2 separate regions of the Mus musculus genome follow, and region 2 is linked to region 1. The links are chromatin contacts, called in public HiChIP or PLAC-seq maps. All regions are on one chromosome and are shown on one strand. Each heading gives the region's core, a stretch centred on a gene start, on an enhancer-like site or on the middle of the called end of the contact. The rest is flanking DNA. Distances are from core to core; before and after follow the strand shown. Region 1 overlaps Bmpr1b (bone morphogenetic protein receptor, type 1B). Region 2 overlaps Bmpr1b (bone morphogenetic protein receptor, type 1B).

Evidence for each region. HiChIP or PLAC-seq counts read pairs in DNA pulled down with a chosen protein or histone mark.
Region 2: an H3K4me3 HiChIP or PLAC-seq map of neural tube shows a contact between it and region 1, with 2.5 times the contacts expected there. The contact joins two enhancer-like sites. A contact is called at or near these places in 5 of 484 Hi-C or Micro-C datasets (brain, embryonic fibroblasts, granulosa cells and 1 more) and 2 of 115 datasets of contacts at active chromatin or transcription factors (neural progenitor cells and neural tube).

The regions. Positions count from the first base shown.
Region 1 is chr3:141,868,458-141,875,175 of GRCm38.p6, forward strand. Bmpr1b (bone morphogenetic protein receptor, type 1B) reads right to left here. Exons shown (of 12, transcript NM_001277217.2): 4 at 2,846-2,948; 5 at 2,265-2,367. Among named protein-coding and RNA genes, the nearest start is that of Gm15689, 190 kb to the left of the region's middle. Within about 2 kb of position 3,569, at least 4 of the 459 cell types and tissues checked have an H3K27ac peak or open chromatin away from gene starts, as enhancers often do. A contact at or near this core is called in neural tube, where this site is marked.
Region 2 is chr3:141,934,187-141,940,904 of GRCm38.p6, forward strand. The region is part of intron 2 of Bmpr1b (bone morphogenetic protein receptor, type 1B); the gene reads right to left. Among named protein-coding and RNA genes, the nearest start is that of Bmpr1b, 230 kb to the right of the region's middle. Within about 2 kb of position 2,560, at least 46 of the 459 cell types and tissues checked have an H3K27ac peak or open chromatin away from gene starts, as enhancers often do. A contact at or near this core is called in neural tube, where this site is marked.

The sequences.
Region 1 (6,718 bases), core at 2,319-4,818:
AGTACTAGGAAGCTTGAGATTCCAGCCAAGCCATGTGCTAAAAAAATATAATTACAAGATTACAACCAAAAATTGACAAGAACCCTCTTGGGCCACATTGAATACCAGGAAAGGTGCCCTGAAAACCACATACCACCACTTAAAGTTCCAATTTGTGAAAGGAGACAGCCCAAGGGGTTTCCTACACCAAGAAAGCAAATATTTAGGGACACTTTTGAGGGGATACAGCATATAAAACCTGCTTATAAACATAGCCCAAGGACACTAGTCTTCGCCCATAGCTGGTAACAAAACTCCTTGTCCACACCATAGTAATTTTGGTTGTAAGAAAGATATAATATTGAGGATGTCATGGGACCTCCCACCATGATCTCAGAGAGTTCCAAGGCTACATAGCACAGTGAAAATCCTGTGAAGGGGCTCCAAAGTCCATTACATAAGGGTATAAAAATGAAGTCTATGTTTCAATGGAGACCCCCCAAGCTATCAGAGATGCCAGAACAGTGGGACACCTACCTAGGAAAGTTGTATAGGGGAATAGAACCAGCCCAAGAAAGAAAGATGTGCTATATACTGCAAAGCTAGAGGGAAGAGTCATCTAAGGTGAAGAGAAGTCTGGTGGCTTTTGAACTGCTGGGTTTTCAGTTTGGTTTGGTCAAAATTTTTTTTACTATGGCCCCATTCCTTCATTTTTGAATAGTTATGCATACGCTATGCTGTGGATATTGAAAGCACATTAATTTGGGTTTCTTTCTAATATCAGATAACAGTAAAAAGACAACCTTGTCTTTGGGTTTTAGAAGAGACTGTATTTTTGAACAGATTTGGAACTGTTAAAGAATATGTAAACATTTGAAGTTGGATTAAGTACATTTTGTATCATGAGATGGCCATAAGCCCATGGGGGCCAGGGATGTGATAGTGCTATTTGAGTGAGAAATGCCCTCGTAGGTTCATGGTTTTGAGCTGCATCCTCAGCTGGTGGTGGTGTTTTGGAAGGTTAACAGACTGAATGAGGTAAAGCTTTACTGGAAGAAACACATCATGGGGGGTGAACTTTGAATTTTGATAGCCTGACTCCATTTCATTTCATTTTATTTTCTCTCTCTCTCTCTCTCTCTCTCTCTCTCTCTCTCTCTCTCTCTCTCTGTGTGTGTGTGTGTGTGTGTGTGTGTGTGTGTGTGTGACTACAAGTCAAAATAAATCCTTTATTCAAAATTGCTTTTCTTTGTCAGAGTATTTTATTACAGCAAACAGAAAAGTTACTAAACCATCCTTAATATAATTTGTTATCTATCTCTACTAGTGACCAAATGTAAATTAAGTTTTTCCATGGTAATTCTTACATCTTAGTGTACTATTTCTGCAAGCAATGTTTTCCTCATCAATTTCTATATCTCTAACACTTAGGATGTTGCTTGTAAAGGAAATAAGGAAAACTGTGAACTTCTTATGTGAATTTCTAGAATAAAACTGAAAAGCTTCATGCTGTAATGGGAATGTATTTATGAAACATTGTCAAAAGAATGAAACACTACTATGTTTTATAGTTAATACACTCTCTCAAGAAATAATGTCAATCTTGAAGTTTCATTTTAAATTATGCACATAAGAATTAGGAATCTATAGCACTTATAAATCATGTATTTGTGATGAGCTCGAGGAAGGGAAAGGAAATCTAGAGGCTGCTGTCAAAATCCATGCCAAAAATGTCTTTAAGTATGCAAGAGTTATCATTTTAAATATACCTAAGTATGTAAGCACTAAAATTAAAACTTTTAAACATATGATCTATTTTAGAAATATGCTATTAATTTAATAAAACCAGTTTGTTATGGAGATAAAATAAAATGTGGTAGACGAAACAATCTTTCATTTAGTCATTTATAAGGTCTTTATTTTTCGAATGCATATTATGGCAGAGTAGATTTAATTAAGACCCAATTCTGAATGATATTAGAGAGTAAGTATGAAGCATTATTTATTTTCTCTACCTCCTAGCAGCTCCCTGTAAGCTGTCCAAACTGGAGCTATCTGGAGAGAGGTGGGGAGAAGCCAACAGGGATCTTAAGAATACAGCTATACACAGCCACCAAGCCATGATCTTTGCGCATTTGTTGATTGTCATGATGTCAACACTCTACTCCAGCAGTGGGTAATGAGACCAATTAAAAGCAAACATTGTCAAGGCACCAATGAGTTTGGCAAAATAAGAGAGTCCAGTGCTCATTTCCAGTAAGCAAAGCCCCCTTCACTTCTCTTACCTCTGTCCTTGAGAGGAGGCAGAGTGGGGTGGAGGTCTTTATTACACTCATTCCTTTCTGTGCAGCATTCAATTGATCTTCTTTGATGAGGAATGGGAGTGTCCTAAAATGAAATGCCAACAGCTATTAGTGGGTGTCCTCCATATTTCAATGTCATACCATCTAAAATTTGGACAGATTGTCACTAAAATACACATTTAATATTCTAATAACTTTGCTCAAAATCTTGAAAAGGTTAGTTTCCATCAGAAAACTTATTTCAAATTATAATGTACCATTACAGCATTTACATTTCAATAAAATATTATTGTACTTGTAGCAACCAGAGTACACTGGATAAGCAAATAATGAAGTCTCAATTTAACCAATAAATACTCTGGATTTTAAAGATAGTCTAATTGGAAACTAAGTAATATGTTAACAGCTAATTTTAAAAAACATGGTTTGAAAATGAAGAAAGAATTGACTATTGAGAATTTTCAATTATTTTGCAAATTATTCAACATGGGATAGCAATGACAAAGGGCTTACTTTATCTTGTCAATGTAAGTTACAAAGTAAATTCAAATTATTTTCCTTACACGACATTGAAAATCTGACCCTTCTAGTCCTAGACATCCAGAGGTGACAACAGGCATTCCAGAGTCATCTTCTTCTATCATCGTGAAGCAGTACCCATCTGTGCTGAAGACCAAACAGGACAAGGAAGAGAGTGAGGGAAGAGAACACAGGACTCATAAAAATAAAGATAAATTAATTCCATTGGCTTCATTATAGATAGGGAAAAGTCATGCTGTTGGTTTTTTTTTTTTTTTTTTTGCTTGTTTATTTTTTGGTTGTTGTTTTGTTGCTGCTGTTTTTTCCTACACATTGTTGAGGACCTCCCAACATCTGCATCTATGAAATTAGACGCACTGATCATTAAAGTCATTTTCTCTTCACTTAGAAACTCAGGAAAGAGGGGAGTGAAATTTCCATGTATCATTAATTACCATTAAAAAGTGTTTATATTCTCAGTGAACTTATCTTGTCCCTATCACCTTTCCAGACAGACAACCTAATACCATCCCTACCCTTTATGTGAGGAGTCTAAGGGTCAGAGAACTTTAGTAGTTTCCCAAATATCACAAAGTCACTGAGAAAGAGAGGGAGGCAAAGCAAAGCCGGAACCTGTGCCTGAGAGTGCAGGGATTGACTCTCATTGGAGGCAGTGAAACACACGCATCTAAGGCAGGGTGGTGGAAGATAGGCAGAAGTGGGATTAACCAATCACAGCAGAGGCGATGCAGGCTAAGGTTCTTAGCACTCTCTCTCTCTCTTTGGGCTGGCATGGCACAGCAAGACACTGAGCATTGGCAGCAAACACTATTGGGTATGGATACAAATAGAATTTATAGAAATGTCTTGATTTAAGTAAATTTTAATGTTTCCTAAATAAAAATGACTTTCAGTTGTTACATGACATTTCATCTTCTTATTGATCATTTGAAGATAATACCATTTCTGTTTTACATATGGTGAAATTGACTTCGTGAGAAAGTATGAATATATATAAAGCTGAACAGAAACAGTTACAGCATTGGGCCTTGAATTGGAAGTCCTCTTATTTACTCCCACTCATTATCCGCTAACCTGGGAGTAAACTGAAAAGAATAACTTGTGTATACAGGGCTGTGTACAAAGAGATAGATTCTCCTCATAAATCAGGACTTATACTGTGGGTTCCCAATAAGTCACAAGCTGCCATCGTGTCCCTAGAAAGAAAGCGTGGAGTCCACATCTTCCATCCTCTTCTCATCCATATGCATGTGCAGTGTCCAAGGCACATGACAATGGAGTGCTAAAGGTCATGGGAACAAAGCTGTGAGAGCTGTATGAGCCGTGATTTGTAGGTCTGTCTGCTTGCATTAGTGGGAGCAGCATTCAGCCATGCATTAGCCCTCGAGTTACCATCAACATCCTTACAACTGTTTACTTAGTTTTTAGGTCTCAAGTGATCCAACATGTCTCATTTTATAAAACCTCAAAGGGCGGAGCTGGAACATACTAGTGACTGGCTAGGAAGGAGAATGATAACTCCGTGTTTGACTCTGGTCAAATGGATGCATGATGCTGTAGAAGAAAAAATGCCTGTGAACAGTCCACGCTCAAATTCTTTGGAGCTTTTTACTCAACGGACTGAAACCTCAGCGGGAGTGTAAAACACACAGTACTGAAGGCAATATGTAAGACAGACCTTCACCACAAGAAATCTGAGTGAATACTCTTTGTGTGGTTTCCTCTGTGTTCAGGCTATTGGTGACAGTATTTCTCAGTTGGAATTCCTAGGCAGTAGAGGTGTCAACATAAGGCATTAAATCTGAGATGATATAATGTATTCCTCAAAATCATGGTGTGCAGAAACGGGCATTAGGGTAATCCATAAGAACCCCCCACCAAGCAAACAAGCACAACTAAAGGGAGGGAAGGAGGGAGTCAAGTTGTTGGCAACTTAAAATACAACAAAACGAAGAGTAAACCAAGTTTCAAAACTAAAAACCTGTTTGCAAATCTGAAAGCTAGAAATGCGAAGAAGAAGGGGGATAAAGATATTATGCAGAAATTAAGATCAACTAGTTTCTCTTCCAGAAGACCTGATTCCAACTCCTAGCATCCATACAATGGCTAAAAACCATCTATAACTTAATTTCCAAACATCCAGCACCTTCTTGCTTCTCCAGGGTTTGCTAATGGGTATGGTCAACATACACATGTGCAGGTAAAATACCGATACAAATAAAAAAAACATAATATGTATGTATGTATGTATGTGTGTGTGTGTGTGTTTATGTATGCCTGCATGCATGGTTGCATATATTAGGGATAGAGAGAAAGAAAGAGGCATCCTGGAGTATAGGATCACTATACAAGGTCATAAATTTAGAAAGAAATAAAATATGTGGAGACTATGAGAGGAGAAGGAGAGGAAGATTTCATTGTTGATTATCTACAACACAGCAAATGTATTTTATAAACCTCATACTGGAGTCCCTGTCCAACAAAGGACATTAACTGGTAACTAGCAGAACAATTACAGAAGGTAGAGCATTACTTGAAATCCTTTAACTCTGTAGTAAGCACCAACGCTCTGGAGTACAAGCTGGCCAACTATTCCCACCATCAAGATGCCTATCCAGTGTCAGAAAGGACAGTTACTCCCTGATATCAGTTTTTAAAAGCTATTCTGCTGCCCAAGTATCCAAGCTTCTGTCACTATTCTCATAGTGTAGGAGCCAATGAGACAAAGAACCATGAAGGAAGTCAAAGGAGGAATAATGTTATGAAGTGAAATGCATAGATGACTAATGGATGAATCGTTGGGTTACAGTAATGGTTATGGATGTGGACAGTGACACACAGTCAACAAATGTAACTGTCAATTAATGAGTTGTCCCTCTGTGTCACAGGAAGGGAAGAGTCAGTGACAAATGGACTGAGAATTGGGTGCATACTAAAAAAGTCAGTCATGGATTCTCAGAGATCCAGTAGTTACTCAATAAAAATGCAAAAACACTTAGCAAGTTAAAAGTGACATGAGATCAAAGTAGTAATATTTGTTATAATCCCCGATTCAATAGCTCTTCACGTTCATGTTTTATTTTTTAATATGTTCAGTATTCGAAAAGCAAAGGAAAGTTGGAAACACCGAGAAAGAAGGAAGGAGACTGACTGCTTTAGAAGACTTAGTGGTCCCTAGTGAGCCCACACTAGCAAGAGGGGGTCTGCCTGTTTCAAAGGTTTGGGGGAGTTAGTTATTCCCTGTTAGGCTGCTATGCATCTAGAGACTGCAATGATTTTAATTCTTCTCACTTCTAGGCTATTGGATTTACAACAGCCTTCTGGGACCCAGTCCCATTGTGAATTATTGTGGAGGTATAGAAAGCAGTTTCACAAGTCATAGACAATGGCATCAATAATACCTTTATTCAAAGGGAGGGAAATAGGACTAGAAAGATAGCTTAGAGGCTATGGCTGAAAACCACTCTTGCACGCCTCCAAGGACTGACAGTTCCCAGTGATCGATAAGTAGTCCTGCACATTTTCAAAGTTGTACCAAATTCTTGAATGCTTGAGTTTCCTTTGAGTTTAAGTTTCGATCATAATCCATTTTAAAGAACAGACTGAGAACACCATGTCTTTGAAAACACTTGTTTCACTTTCAAGGGAGCACGATAAGTTTTCAAATTTTCCAGCACAAGTAATCTAATGGTACACACAACTTGTACAGTTGCTGTTTGATTTTGTAGATTTTTATCAGTAAGTAGCCAATAGCTTACACACAGCAGTTTTGTTGAGGACAGTTTTGTTTTTTGTTTTTTGTTTTTTCTCGTATGTGGAACACACTCAAGCATCAAGGACCAAAGGAGGCAGCACAAGGAGGAGGCAGTCTCGATTTGAGGAGCACATAGACTATA
Region 2 (6,718 bases), core at 1,310-3,809, 65 kb after region 1:
TCCAAAGTCCAATCTAATTAAGCCTTTTCTCCACCAGGCTCTTCATGGCTGAACCCTGGTGCACTCTCTTCTCTCATGGTGGTGCTGACAGCCACTGGGCAGCGTGCAGTTGGTGACTGCTTTACACAGTTCCTTATGAAGCTGTCAAAGCTAACTGCCTTTTTTTTTTCACATTTACTTTAGCTTTAAAAAAGCTAAAAATCTTTTAAAGGTCCTTATCTATAAGAAATAGCAGAAAGAGAAGAGCCATGGTTTACGTCTTAGGTGTTCTTCGGTTTCTACTGAGCGTCTTTACTCTGCAGTCTAATTACACACCAATGTTTTGATAAATGCTGCAGAGGGGAAAGTTTTCTTTTTCCTTTTTTTTTTTTTTTTAATGTCTCATTTTGCCACCGGGCATCTCAGAGAAGGTCAAGAAGAAGTTTGTGAACAGCACTGTCAACATGAGGGTTTGCCGTCCTGCACCTCTGCAGGAGTCTGGTGCAGACTGGGAAGTTGTAAACATCCTGCATCCTTGCAGAATCATAGAGTGTGACTGGGTTACCTGTACAGCACAGAGCTTAGACACTCAGCCACGGTGAACAGGCAGCTCGGCTGGGCTGTCATGACTGTGACGTGCAGTGAGCAAGTGAATTAGTGCATTCTGCGGTCCATCGTGAGTGCAGGCAGACATCAGAGAGGGGGCTGACAGCTCTTGAAAATTATTCTCCTGCCTGCTGACATGAGAACCTTCACTCCCCTTGTTTAAAAGGACAGGACACAAAGTTGCACGGGCCACACTGTTCCTGTGACAAGTGATGCTATCATTTAAACAACAGGTTTTAAAATAATTCCAATTATATCTGGAGAGGGATCTCTTTGAATATAATTATTTTGGCTGAATTCATCACATATTCATATATTTAAAGCAGAAGAATATTTCTAAACTGAGATTACCTTGTTACCAATGTCAATTTCCGATTTATTTTCATCTGGAAATTCCATCTTCCTGATTTTTACATTGATGATATAATGTGTTATCTCAGACTTTGCTGGGGACTTGTGTGTGTGTGTGTGTGTGTGTGTGTGTGTGTGTGTGTCCGCATGTATGTTGGGGGAGATAAGTCTGTGTTAGTGACTCTACTATGAGAAGCAAAAATAGGTAATATCTGCCTTCAGGAAAGAGCTTGCCTTTTCCTACAGTGGGAGGGGAAGACACAGACAATGACTACCCAGAATTTAGTGGGGCCTGAGGATGGGTGTCGTCATAAGAGAGAGGCTTTATAGCAACTTGGTCCCCAGGGACTGCGAGGTTTGCAGCTTGCCTGCACTACTGCAGAAGCATGAGGCCCTGAGTTCAGATGCCCAGCCTGGCACACTAGCAGGCATCTGGAACTTCAAGCTGGGGGAAGGGAAGACAGAGATGGCTGAAATCTAAACTTCAATGACGGGCAGAAATAAAGGGAGACACCTGATGTTCATCTCTATATGCAGGAGCACGCATGCATGCATGCACACCCACACTCACACATAAAAATACCTAAATGAATGAATGCACACACAGAGAGGGGAGGGGCACACACAGGTATACACACACAGAGACACACATTCACATATATGGTAAAATTAAAAATTAAAATAAACCTAGACCTTGAAGGAATTTCCAGTGTAAGGAACCCTTGTACAGAGAAAACAAGACATCACATACAATTATGAATAGATGTTGGGAGTCATGTTTGAAAGAGATGTGAGAAATTGGGTGTGCCCAAAGATCCAGAGATTTGGGGTAGGGAGCAGCAACCAGGAGGCTGGAAAGGAAATTAGAAGCCAGGAAGGGTCTAGTCTCCTGAACAGAAGCTTTGCTTTCATCCTCTGTGTTTGGAAAAGAATGCTTCCATACTCATAGGCACACTCTCCATTTTTCTGTTGCACAAACAGAAAGCAAGTACTACATCTTTTAGCTTATAGTTTGAAGCAAACTACAAAAGATTTGGAAATAATATAAATAATTTTGTCTTCTGTACCTATAAGGATGCAACATCTTTCATTATTCTTAAAAAGGACTATAATGTCCGTGCTGCTGTAATTATTATCTGAACATCTCTACTCATGATGCTTGCAATATGATTTACGTAAGTATCAGTTCCAGTGCACAGGCCTGTTAGGATGACACAATGTTCCATCTTCCTTTTAGAAGTTCCAACATTTTTGATCCCTATCATTCCATGGAGTTTTGAACTACAGTATTTTTTAAGCTCGTACATGTGTTGCCTGCAGGACAGTGCTGATAACCCATGACACTATTCTGGGTTTTAAATAAACACTTAATTCACGTTTAAGAAGGAACTATTAATATTCTATATCATGAGAGCAAAGTGGAAAGCAAGTCAGGGAACAAAAACATTTTCCCTGCCTTTGGAGTCAGGAAAGACCACATCTTCGGCTGTTTCTCAGGCCTCCTGCCTCCCTGGCCTGTCCTAATTTGCAGCATTCCACACCACTAGACACTAACAACCCAGAGCTGCCTTCAGCTGCTCAATGAAAGACCGTCACATCATGACAAACACACAATCCCTTCCTCCTCCCAAGAGGGACACGTTATTCTGAGCACGTCTTCGCTGGGCTTTCATTGCGCTGCCAAGGTCCCCCTGAGTGGGAAGGGGTAAAAAGGGAGAGTAAAGATCCCACCACTTGTCTCAGCGGAGCAGGCAATGATTTGTGCCCTTATATGCAGGATCTGACTGTCAGTGCCGATCTGCTTTCAGGCCGCGATTACATGTGATAAGGGCTGACCTTCTTTTACGTATTCACACATTATGAACTCACGGCGAGCAGGCAGGACACAAAAGTCCTTCAGATGTTCTGGGCATCAATCAAATTCCCAGCAAGGAGCCTGGAAACTTTTCTTCCATTTACTCAGGGAGGGGAAGGAGGACAAGGCGGGCTTAATAAAGTTTAAAGCTACGCCACACTACGTTTGGGAAGACCATTGTTATTAAAAGGGCACTGTTTAAAATAATTCTCTGTAGTTACCACTGGCAACACAAAAACTTCTCACACAAATATAAACAACTAGACTTTGTTCCTTCTTCAAAAAAATCTCAAACCTTTTACTATAAACCAAGTCTTAACAGCCTTAGCAGAGGGCTCCCCCACCCAAAAAAGATATTTACTAAGGATGGATTTCAAAAAACTAAATAGGTAAATTTTCTTTTTTTGGTAAATTTTCATGTAAAACAACTATAAATAAAACTTATCTGAGACATTCACAGAGGTAACAGAGAAAACCACACGTATAGGAAACACTTTGAACATCTTAATATAAGCTGGACCAGCAGTCCCTGGTCTGAGTTGTTTTACGTTTAACATACACACTGCTTTTTAATATACAAGGACTCTAGTAGATATCATATATTCTGACACAGGCTGCAATGTTGTTCTTCTACCATTATATTTCACACACACATACAGAGAGAATGAGAGAACAAGAGAGAGAGAGAATGAGGGAGAGAGAGAACGAGAGAGAGAGAGAAAGAGAGAGAGAGAACAGGAGAGAGAGAAAACAAGAAAGAAAGAATAAGAGGGAGAGAACACATAAACATGATTTAAGGTAAATTTTGAAAAGAAAAAATGAGCCCCAGACTGTGTGATATAATGGCATAATATACAGAAACTGGAAGTGAATAATTCTATGAGCAGCAGCACAAGCAAACATATCAAAGCAAGATGCTTCAAAAAGTCATTGTTATAATGCTATATCAAATCAATGGTCACTTACCTAGAGAACATTGACTACTTCTTGAGAACCATGGTATGAATATGCATGGACTATGCATCTCTCTCCTCCCCCCATCCCCCATTCTCCTTCTCTCTCTCTCTCTCTCTCTCTCTCTCTCTCTCTCTCTCTCTCTCTCTCTCTCTGTGTGTGTGTGTGTGTCTGTGTGTCTGTGTGTCTGTGTGTCTGTGTCTCTGTGTCTCTGTCTTTGTCTACACACACATACTCAAGGGTTTAACCATCCACGTGAGATGGGCAAATCAATGGGCATTTGAAAAATGGGAAGAAAATTAAAAGCAGCTGAGACAATTAAACTACATAATACAATCAACTGAACAATTATTAAGGAAACCATACAGAAGAAACAGACTGACGTCAGAAGGTTTCCACTATGCACAATCCACACACAGGCATTTAATCTAGCCTTTCTTACTCTATGAACAGAGTATAATGGCAAATCTGCACCCTGATCATCTGCAATCAAGTGAGAGATAATATCTGAAATTATTCTGACAATCACTTAGGGGAAAACAATCATCTACCACATATGAAGGGGAAATTGAATGGAAGGAATGAATCTTGATAAGAGCATGGAGGCAAAGAACCCAGGGAAAGCAAGTTTACAACTTCCCAGTGAATGTAGTGCAAAGGAGAACATTGGTGTGGTGGCTGTGGTGTGTGCTTTATGGAGAGCCTTTGTAGGCCCCATATTGTACCCTTAATATACTTCCACATCTGGTCCTCACCCTGTGTGGCAGGTGATCACACTTCCATATACAGATGAGACCACTATGAGCAAATAGATATGGTCTGTAAATGAGTTATGGATAATAGATTAGGACACCTATGCTTCATAGGTGGGAATCACTATGCCTTATTCTGTACAAATATTTGAGGCAGACCTAGTCCCTTTGGTAGCTGGAAACCTCAGATCCTCTTAGAGGTTGGTGAGATCCCAGAATGAAGCATACCAGGCAGAGCTAGAGAAGAGGATGGCTAGATAGTTGTATGAATGGCGAGAAGGTTGACACCCACGCCCCTGGAATCCACGGTGATGAAACAACAGGTCAGGTGGGTCAGATTCATTCAGAGTTGGAATTCCTCCAGACAGCATGTGAATCACTTATAAGAATAATTGTAATAAAGTACTGACATTATCTTAACTAGGTGATGTGTTCTATAAACATTCTTGACCACCTCCTCTGTAACTGTCCAATCAACCACAGTTGTCAAAGGAGATTGAGGTGCCTTGTGATTGAGAGGACTTGCTTTTCTCCCCCTTGAGCGCATCTGTGTGATGAGAGACAGGAAGTCAGCACTGGAGGCTTGGGGGAAGAAACAAGGCGGAGTCTCCAGAAGCAGGGAAGCGGCGCTTTCTCTCGTTTAGGAGACAGCATTCTGAACATGTACTTTGCTTCACTTAGAGAGAACTGACTCGTAATGACTGTGTGCTGTTGTCTATCTGCCTGTCTGTTTCAAAAGCATAAGACGTATTGTAACTTTCTGTACCTTGGCACCTGAACTCTGGAACAGGCTCACTCGGGCAACCCCAAGTCCCTGTGTCAAATTGCCTTTTTAGAAGCTCTCTTTTAAAGGGTTTCCAAGGCCCCTGTCTTCCTTACAAAACTTGTGCCACAGCATCCTTGGACAGAAATTCACAGTCTCTACAAGACAAACTGATAACACCTTCCCATGTTTCCCATGCTCGTCAGTGACAAAGAAGATGAGCCGAGTCCCATCTGGTCTCTTAGGACCACCATCTTTCCCTCAACCTCCAGTCAGATATGCGAGAGACTCATGGAACCCAATGTGCCCCAAAGAAGAAAGCTAAAAGAAAATGTAAATGGGTATGACATTATTAAAAGAATTACATTTTCTCTTCTTCATTCCTGCAATTGCCTCCTAGTGGGCTTTGAGAAGGAGCATTCAGCACACTAGTATGGTACCGTGCTTGATTAACCATCTCAAGGGAGGTGCCCAAGTTATCTATACATATACCATAGGAAGTTATCACCTAGAAAATCTGGTTTCTACAATTTGAAATGTATCTAAACATAAGAAGTTTGTAAGGTAAAATTGAAGACATTACTAATGATTAAATTTTGGTCTTGTTTAGCATGTACTATTCTTTCTATAGATTACCTTGACTATGTATTATTAAATATTGAAATACACGAGTTATACATTTATTAGTAGACTTGGCCTAAAACAGTCTTCAAAAATTAATGCTAAGAAAAATACAAGGGTTTGAGAAAGCCAATTTTTATTGAAAATTACGTTGAAACGCTACATATAAACATGCTCTCATGTAAAGGCAACAATGATGTCATAATTCTGGTTTAGATTTACAACATGCTAAATTTCTTAATATTCCCACAGTTGATTGTCTATATTAAACTACTTTCCTCATGGCAGATGGCTGACAGCTAAATGATGCCTGAAAACATATGGTGTCTATCTCTTTAGCAGGTGTGCATGTGCGTGCCGTGCTGCCACACCCCCTCCCTTAGCTCCCTTTCACCTGTCTCCTGATTCAAAGCACAGCTTTATACAACTCTGAATTGTTGTCTGTATAAAAAGTGACTGTTCTCGATAACCTCATTAATGCCTTTCTACCAAAATCCACACAAGAGTTTAGAAGTTTTAGAAAATTGAGGTTTGGTGTGGTATTTACCAAGCAAGGTTGTGTTTTGTTCTTGTTTTTGTTTTGTTGTATAAATTTTATTCCACCACTGAATAATACAATAGAGGGGGAAATTAGACTTTGACCTTCATAGAACTAAGTAAGCACTGACCTGAGATACAGAACTCCATTCTGTCAGGTGCATTACAGTAGCATCAGAAGATACCCAATATGCACAAAATGGTAGAAGCAAAATGTTGATAGTAGAGAACTAAGGGAAAGGAATGGTGATAATGACATCAGATACAACTAGGGATATGCTGACACAAAATCCAATCTCT